Regions from separate parts of the Triticum aestivum genome. Here regions 2 and 3 are each linked to region 1. The links are chromatin contacts, called in public Hi-C maps. All regions are on one chromosome and are shown on one strand. The core of a region is the stretch at or near the end of the contact, and the rest is flanking DNA. Distances in the headings are between cores, read along the strand shown. Region 1 holds the start of LOC123096499 (cysteine desulfurase 1, chloroplastic). Region 2 holds the start of LOC123096505. Region 3 holds the start of LOC123096504 (root phototropism protein 2).

What was found. A called contact is a pair of places that touch in the nucleus more often than the background predicts.
Region 2: a Hi-C map of leaf shows a contact between it and region 1, with 5 times the contacts expected there. The contact joins the promoter of LOC123096505 here to the promoter of LOC123096499 in region 1. A contact is called at or near these places in 2 of 5 Hi-C or Micro-C datasets (both in leaf).
Region 3: a contact with region 1 is called in a Hi-C map of leaf, with 4 times the contacts expected there. The contact joins the promoter of LOC123096504 here to the promoter of LOC123096499 in region 1. A contact is called at or near these places in 4 of 5 Hi-C or Micro-C datasets (leaf and an unstated tissue).

Annotation. Positions count from the first base shown.
Region 1 is chr4D:101,349,454-101,352,388 of IWGSC CS RefSeq v2.1, forward strand. LOC123096499 (cysteine desulfurase 1, chloroplastic) reads left to right here and starts at 1,464. Exons shown (of 10, transcript XM_044518241.1): 1 at 1,464-1,770; 2 at 2,626-2,759. The coding sequence starts at 1,549. LOC123096501 (methylesterase 17) reads left to right here. Exons shown (of 4, transcript XM_044518243.1): 4 at 1-256. The coding sequence ends at 68. LOC123096502 (a long non-coding RNA gene) reads right to left here and starts at 1,418. Exons shown (of 3, transcript XR_006446645.1): 1 at 1,251-1,418; 2 at 717-983; 3 at 1-24.
Region 2 is chr4D:101,826,395-101,829,329 of IWGSC CS RefSeq v2.1, forward strand. It overlaps LOC123096505, which reads right to left and starts at 1,364. Exons shown (of 1, transcript XM_044518246.1): 1 at 1-1,364. The coding sequence starts at 812.
Region 3 is chr4D:101,762,609-101,765,543 of IWGSC CS RefSeq v2.1, forward strand. It overlaps LOC123096504 (root phototropism protein 2), which reads right to left and starts at 1,566. Exons shown (of 3, transcript XM_044518245.1): 1 at 1,236-1,566; 2 at 1,074-1,143; 3 at 1-955. The coding sequence starts at 1,459.

The sequences.
Region 1 (2,935 bases), core at 214-2,713:
ATACAGACCACAGCCCCTTCTTCTCTGCACCAGAACAGCTCTTTAACCTAATAGTCAAATCTCTATGATGCAAATATGCAGATTACTGAACTCTCTATAGTGGGTTTGTTCAAATTCTTGTAACATGACATATACTAAGTATCCGAGTTAGGATAACATCTTTGTGAAGCATGTTTCTCAGGGAATCTTCAAGACAAATGGATAAATGGTTTAAGGGTGTAAGTAAAGCTGGTTTAGGGTAAACATTACCATTCAATTTGTAAGCAAATAACTCAAATCAGGCCTACGTAATTCCCATTTTAGATAAGCTTACGTGTTATTCCAAAAGAAAAAGGAAAATAAAAGGACCGAGTCAAAGGTGCTGAAGTGTATATATGGATTGCCATCATTTCGGACTTTTGGTTCCGCTGCCTAGACATGAAGCTTAACATGGTATCAGAGCCTAAGGTCTTGAGTTCAAGTCCTGGCTTTCGCAGTTAATCCAAAAATTGCTACTGCCCCCCTCTATGTCCATGTATAGGCCTCTTGAGCCATACCTCTGAGTCTATTCACATATTGACTTCCCGCGTCAAACGTAAGAGGAAGTGTTGAAGTGTATATGTGGATTGCCTAGCCCTTTCCATCAGTTCGGACTTTTGGTTGCGTTCAGTCTTTATCTTTTCTCAGGAACCAGCATTAGCCACTGATATACAAGCCAACCAAGCAGAATGTTTTACCTTAACCAAGCTTTGCAGTAACACTTTAATTGCTGGATCAGATAACTCATCAGAAGTTACTCTTCAATGGCCACTAGAGCACAGCCTCCTTGCCCCAGCTCACATACAGTGCCTCCTCCCTTTGCTGTAAAATGATAGCATCAACTCCATCTTGTGCCTTTTCCCCTTGCTGACCACGAGTTCTGGTGCCTCACAAAACGAGATGACAAACTCAGCTATCCTATGCAGAGATTCAACCTTTCCTTTTCCAGCGACACGGAGAATTTGCTTCATATAATTCACGATGGGAAATTAGGAATGCAGTCTCACATCATATAAACTGTGGAAAATCGTGGAAAAATTTCATTGAAACTCATGGCGTTCGCATCTCACACTGTTAATCATGGAAAATTTGTTGACGCCTAGGAATAGAACCTATCCAGCAAACTGTTTGATCGAACACAGCAACTCGACCACGCATTCGATCGAACAGGTGCCGTGCTACTGCCCTACACCACGGACAGCCCCTATCCTCAGCATGGTATAACTGCTCACCTGGCATGGGACACCTCCCTGGCGTCGTAGAGGAAGGCGCTATTGTCGAACGTGGAGGTCCGCGGCAGCGGGCGGCGGCGGGTGGCGGCGGCGGCCTCGTCGACGGCAGCAGTTGCTACATGCAGGCGGCGCCGCTCCACCATTCAGTGTTACTCTGCCGCTCTAATGTGAGACCACCGTGCGGGTCCCACACCCTGACCGCTTAAACACACTTCGACGCTGACGGGTGGGCCTCACGTGACAGGAAGGGAAACACACCGCGAAGCTTTGGCTAATCCAACCAACAGAGACGGCGCGCATGGCGACCGCGGCGGCGGCGGCGGTGGCGTCGCTCCGGTACTTCCCCTCCTCCGTCAGGAACCGCAGCTATCCCGGAACTATCGGCGGCGGCGCTGTGCTCACGTTTTCTCCGCGGCGGGGCCGCTGTGGGACGGCGGCCATGGCCGCGCCTTCGCGGGAGGCGGAGCCGGCCTCCTCGCTCGGGGACCTCACCCGCGTAGACTTCCCCATCCTCGACCAGGTCTCCCCTGCCCATCTCCGGCTCGTCTCGTTGTTTGGTTGTTCGTGCCATTCCAGTCCAATTTTGAATTTGATTAGTGAAATACAGTACTATTTACAGTCGCGCATCTAATTATGTTTGTTCCCAATAAATTATGGGATCGCTCTTGATTGCGGCGCGTCTAGTTACTCCTGATTACAACATGTATTGCTGCTGCCTAAAAATATTTCCATTTGTTCATAAGAGGGTCCATGCTTCACCGTACGGAGTTCGAATTGCTGTTCTAAGGCGGTGTGTACGCAATTGAAGCGAGTGGCCATGAGGTTTTTTTCCCAACATGGATGGCAGCATAACCTCCGGCCCATCACCTCCTTCGACATAGGCATAGTGACGGTCCTATTTGACTCTACTGGTGCCGATATGTCAATTTTCTGTCTTTTTTCAGACTGTTTGTGTTTGGCTGTGTGCATCCTAGCTATGCAGAGGCCGGGTGTTTCTCATCATGATTTCCTCTTGATGCTACGTTATGAGTTAATAAAAGCGCTCTTTATCGGAAAAAAAATGTTCATAAGATAGATATGGGCTTTTAGCATATCACCTTGTCTGGTGCAGTTACCACTACGGATAAGCTGATATAAGTTTCACTCAGCTTTCTCTTGATTCGGTCATGCGTGTAAAAGATCCGTTTGTAGGGCCCTCCAGAACAAAGTTGTTTTATTCAATGTGGATTCCGTAACTGCAAAACTATTGTTGGTTTACATGTTGGATTCTTTCGTTATTACTATGTCACAAACTTTACCTTACAGTTTGTTATGTATATACTTTTGGCATTCGAGTGAGGTGGTTTTTATCATTTATGATCATCGGAACTTGCAGGAATTTGATGGTAATAAATTAGTTTACTTCGACAATGGTGCAACATCACAGAAACCCTCTCATGTGATGAAAGCCTTAGACGACTACTACCGATTTTATAATTCGAATGTTCATCGTGGCATTCATGCTCTCAGGTAAATTTTTAATTTGTCCTTTATGTCTTAATTGGGTGTTGTAACTGTAAAATACCCACTAGTACCATGAATTTGGATGCATATTCTCTATCTCTAAGTGTGAGTAAAGCAAGGCTGTGGCCCTGATGTAATATCTGGCTCTAGACCCCTAGAGGCGTTGAGCTGTGCAGGAGAAA
Region 2 (2,935 bases), core at 114-2,613, 480 kb after region 1:
ATCTTCTTTTCCCTTTTATATCTGACAAAACACACCAGAAGCAAAGCCAACAGCCCCAATGCAATGACGCCCCCAACAACGCCGACAGCAATCTTCCATGCGTCCGAACTACCCTTATCACGACCACCATTAGTCGGTATTGGTGGGGCAATTGCGCCTGAAGGCCCTGGAGCAGGAGCAACCTCACTGGAGTTCACCACTATGGAGAAGTGCCCTCGGCGATAGGTTGCACACACGTTGTTTGCCTCCAAGCCCCGGAACTGTGGCACCCCATCCAAATCAAACCACACACACTGCGGCGCTGGACTGCCTGGGGGCACCGCCCTCACATTGCTGAAACTCACAGAAATCGGGCTCCCTGACGCGACGATGCTCAGCTCGGACAATCCCGTTGCTGACAAGTTGGCAGCGTCGTAGACCAGCAGCCCGAGAATGGGCGAGAGGTAGGTGTAGCCGGGGAGCGGGTAGTACTTCTCCGACAGCTCGCCCAGGTTGTGGTACACGAGCACCACCCTCTCGACGTACGGCTGCACGATGACGCCAGGGGGGATGCTGAACTCGAAGTAGTCGGAGAAGCCTTTCCTCCGCAGGCTGCCGCTGCGCAGGCGGAGCCCGGACACCGCGACGCCGGCGAGGTCCGCAGGCACGGTGGCGTTGTAGACAATGCCGGTGTGCGGCCGGACGAAGGCCCGGTACGCGTAGTCCTGCAGCATTGCGTCCAGGGCCCTCGCCGGCGACGGTGACTGTGCCGCCGCCGGAGAAGAGCCCAAGAAGAGCAGCTGGAGGAGGCAGGCGCAGATCAAGAAACCCATCCCGGCACGCCTCCGCCGCGAGCGAGGATCCAAGAAGGGGACCGCCGGAGCCGAGCAAGAGTCAGGTCAGGATCCCCTCCTCATCCGCATACGAGGACCTCCGAAACGAGGACGAGATTCGGAGCGGGGGAGGACGGGCATGCGCGGACCGGAGGCCGGCGGCAGGCGAGCTAGCAGATCCAAAGAAGCAGCCGGGCTGAGCAGAGCAGCCACAATGGCGAGGCAAGTTATGCGCGCGTCCAGAGTCCAAACAGGTGGCAGGCAATTTCGGCAAGAAACCAGGGAGGCGGCCGGGAAAGGAAGGGAGCAAAGGATTGGATGGCGAGAATCGGGAGGAGGGGAGGAGCGGCGGGATCAATCCGGGCCGGGGACGCCGGAGTCCACAGAAATCCGCGCGCGCCTGCCCCCACGGGCGGATGATTGCGACGGCGGGGGTTTGGGGATTCGGCAGCGGGGGTCGGGGTGGAGAGAGAGTGAGGTGAAGGAGAGAGATTTTAGGGAGAGAGAGAGACAGGAAGGAAGGAGAGAGGTTTTAATGGGGACGCATTTTTTCAGGGGCTCGGATGGAAATAAATTTCTCCCTGGTTTTTCCCGCAATAAAATACGCGGGCTCACAGTTGGCACGTCCGCCCCTGCGGAGTTACCGCTCTGCCCCTGGACAGCTGGGCTTCTGCTGCTTCTGCTCGCTGGAGAGTGGGGTCCAGGTGTGAGGGGTTCGTTTGTGGACGGGAGATCAGAAGGGGCTTTATTGTAAAATGGCGGTGCTGCTGACTGACCTGTGGGGCCGGGCGAGCCATCTCGAGCGGCCGGCGGAGAACGCCTTTGTTCCCAACGTTTGGATGCTCCTGTCCTGGGAGAGATGATTTGCGAGGTGGGGTCTTTTTGTAAAGCCGTGTGTTTGTAGGTCGCTGAGGTGTGGGACCCCTGAGCTGAAGCCCACCGGCAGTGAGCGTGATTGCTAAACTTTTGTCGAGTCCTTTGCCAACGACTGGATTCGAGAACTGGTTATCATGATCGTGCTATAACGGTATTAACGGGTCTACTGTCGCTCCCGTGGACTGGATAAATTTCATAAAATCACAGTATATTCTCCACCACAGATTTCTTGGTCAGAGACGGCGCTGAGGATGCGACGACATAGGATTGCCGTGCAGGGATGGTTCGCGGCATCGAAGAAGATGGATGGGGTGAGCCGGGATTGGCGGCTTCATCGTCGTGGCGATAGTCGCCCATGCTATAATTGTTCAATTTTTTTTTGTAAAGTTCTTCGATGAGAGATGGAATCTAATTGTATACCATATCGATCAAAAAGGCAGGACAAGCGTTCTCTTTGAACTGGCGGATTTTTGGACAAATTCTTTTTATAAAAAAACTCAGGTTCGTTTAGGGCACATCTAGATATGCTCTGGTTATTATACATCTATGTCACTCAATCAAATTAGAAATAGAAGGAGAAAAGACAAAAGAAAATGTTTGCATGAATCTTAGCGTAAAATTAATGACATAAGACTTAGATGAGCAATACTTAAAGCACATAGAGATGTGCTTTAGCAAAACTGAAAAAACTTCTATGAGTAAATTTCACCTCAAATGAGATGTTGTGTTTCATGGCATGTTATTATTCTCAAACTGACAAAGATGGCTCCATATGTCACAATGACGTCATAGTTGGCTAGGTACACAAGTCAAGTTGTGCTTGCTAAGGATGCGCCTAATATGATGCACAACCCATAGACATACATGTTCATTGATATATTTGTATATAATTCTCATTGAATTGATGAAATTTCACATACTCTTTGTATGCCCCTAAATAGTGCACGTTAGTTGTGAACATGCTTGTCGCTGTGTCACCCATAAGGGGTATTTTAAATGTAATTAAAATAGTACTTTTTTATTGAATAGTCAAGGAGATATACATATGAATATTTCCATCTATATTTTGCTATGAAGATTCACAACCTCTTACAAGATATGTTTAAATGAACCAGCGCACACGTGAATTGCAGAAAAACAAAGAACCAAAAAAAATTGTGTAGCCCTACCTCCACCCGAACACACACACACACACACACAATGAGGACACCCCAGGAAAACCCCCAATGAGCGGCGCCTTCGCTTTG
Region 3 (2,935 bases), core at 316-2,815, 410 kb after region 1:
CGATCTCCGCCGCCACTTCGTCCACCATCTTGGCCACCTTCTGCAGCGCCCCTGCGCCCAGCGCCGCCGCTCCGGACAGCGACGCCCTCCTGTTCCGCCCGGCGCCGGACTCGCGCTCCACAAACGCGGCGATGACACGCCGGAGCGATTCGGTGTTAATGACGCGCTCACCAGCGCCATCGAACGCGAAGGCGAGCAGGTCGCCCGCGGTGGCCTGGTCGAGCACGGCCGCGAGGCGGAGCTCCAGGTCGCGGCACGTCTTGGCCGAGGCCTCGGTGGTGACGGCGTCGTGCAGGAGGCGGCAGAGGAACGCTGCGGGAAGGGGCGCGTCGTCCGCTGAAGGGAGCACGGCGACAACAGACTCGAGGAGGGCGCGGTGGTCGGAAGCTTTGCCGTCGGCCAGTAGGAGTTCCGCGTAGGCGGTGGCCGCGGCGACGAGCACCTCAGGACCGGCGCGTCGGCAGCGCAGCGCCGTAAAGACCCTGTGGAACGACACTGGCGAGAGAGCTGCGAGCTCCGACGCCCACCACTCCGGCGGCGACCGCGTCGGGAAAAGCACCTCGTTGCAGATCCGCAGGGCCACGGCGTCGGCCGCGCGCCGGGCGACACCGAGCTCCTCGGCGGCCGTGAGGAGCGGGCCCTCACAGGACCGCAGCACGGCGATCGCGTTGGGCAGCGTCCGGAGACCCGCCTGCGCGAGGAACTCCTCCACGCGGCGCGCGAGGCCGCCGTCGGCCGGCTGCATGTCGAGGAACGCGGCGGCGCAGAGGAGCGCAGCAGCGTTGCGTGCGGATATCTCGAAGTTGGCGCCGTAGCAGTAACGCGCGGCCTTCTCGAAGGCGTCGGCGCCGCCCGGTAGGCCGTCGAGCTCGATCTCGACGGTCGCCGCGGGGTCGGGGCGCGTGGCCACGGCGACGGCCTTGCGGATGTAGCCACACTTGGGCACCATCACCGCCTGCACGGGAAGCATTTTGTTGTGTCCACGTCAGACCATGATCACCGGCGACACTTTTTTCTTGTACACACGCGACGAGGAGCTGGAGAGATCGACCGGCAGGTGGAAGACGACTAACCTTATGAAGAGGGAAGGCGGCGCCGGCGACCCGGACGACGAGGTCCGTTTGTACGTCCTGCGACGACAACCTGCTCGAACCAATCCAAAGAAACGAGACATGAGCATACGAGTGACATGGACGAGCAAGCAATTCTCACTGTGCAAAGACATGGTCACGTACCACTGGCTGGTCCTCTCCATGGAGCTGGATCTGGAAGAAGCTTGCATGGACAGCAAAGCACCGGTGAGGCGCGCGTGTCTAGAGCTAGAAGAAGGCGTGCGTTCGTGCAACTCGAGCTCTGCCCCGGGAGGCAGCATTCCGATCACCACGGGATATATAGAGATTCCATTAAAATTCTCTGTCCAAGTATTTTCTTGTGATGGCGGAGGGCTCCATTTTTGCATGGCTGGTGTTTGGTCAGCGTGTCCATGATAGGTACGTGCATGTGTTCGGGGTTCGGGAATTTGATTGGATTGGATGGCGTCTTGGTTCTCGGCATTGCATGCGAGCATGCCACTAGTGGCCAGTGTTTGATGTGGCTCTGTTCCGTGGAAGGAGCGGCCCGGCGACAATCCGGACAAGTTGCTGGCCTCCGTCGTGTTTGATGGCAACCTATGCATGTTCCGTAGTACTTTACACTGGTTATTTGATCAGCACATTTGTGGGTGTAATCTACATCACGTGGTTAAATACTGGCTTTACATTTACAATCACACAAAAGTTATATGTAAAGGTGTGTTCTAAAGTCCCCCAAGCTTCCCAAACTCCACAGATTCAGCTTCTCAACATCGCTTCTAGAATCTAGCTTCATGAGTCTCAGGCGTTCGGGGTGGCTTCTCACGAGAAGTTTTGGGAGTTGAGAGTTGGGCGTTGCCAAATAGGCCCTAAGTCGCCTAAATTTGGAATTTGGGCCATTCGATTTTTGATTGAATGAAGAAACAATCGGAAGAAGCTCGCCGGAGAAGCTCTCCCATTATCTATCTTTAGGGTGGCAAACACCCCCATTATCTATCTCAGGGGTGTTAGGGTGGTGCAAGTTTGCCGGAGAAAATGTTTCATGGCTGGGGTTAGAGAGATGGATGGTGGGGGCGGTAGCACGGCGGTGGGCGGCGGTTGGGGGAAGGGTGAGGTGGCGAGGTTGGCTCCGAAGCGTCGCCGACCGAGGGTAGTGGTGGCTCGGTGGTTCGAAGAAAGAAGACGATGTCTCGAGGTCGAAGACGCTCATCTAGACGTATGTTTTCCATCGGATGGCTGAAACCGGTCGATTGACCCAAATCGCATTTTCACTCGACTAGTTTCTAGCTAGTCCCTTCCAATCACATTGTTAATGACATTGTTTATGATATATATCTTTCATTTAATAAGTGAGCTACAAAAAGTAAACCCGGTGCTACAGGATGCACTCAGTCAACACAGACAAAAGCGTATCAAAGGAATACTACTTTTTAACACAGTACATGCGTAAACACCCATATATACGCACATACACTCACTTCTATGGACGGATGCGTGCATCCTACTCTTGAGACCGAGTCAACACGTTATCTTAAGATTAATGAAGTCACCACAGACGCCTCGTAGTCGATGAAATTGTTTTTCTCACACTGGATGAACGTACAATAAATCCAAGAAAAATGCGAGCACCGATGATCCAGAATTTGCACTCTAATGGGCTGGTTCCACCGCAATTTTTTTTAACCATCTGAAAGACAATCGGTTCGCAGCAAAAGAATAGTTAGAAATGAAAGAACGGCCAAAGACGACGAAGAGCTGATTCGAAAGCCAAAATCCAGATTTTGGTAAGTGGATAAGACGAGAGCCAACCCAGCGAACCAGCTAAAACAGCCGTCGTGATCAGCTTCACCCTCCTCGCCATCGAC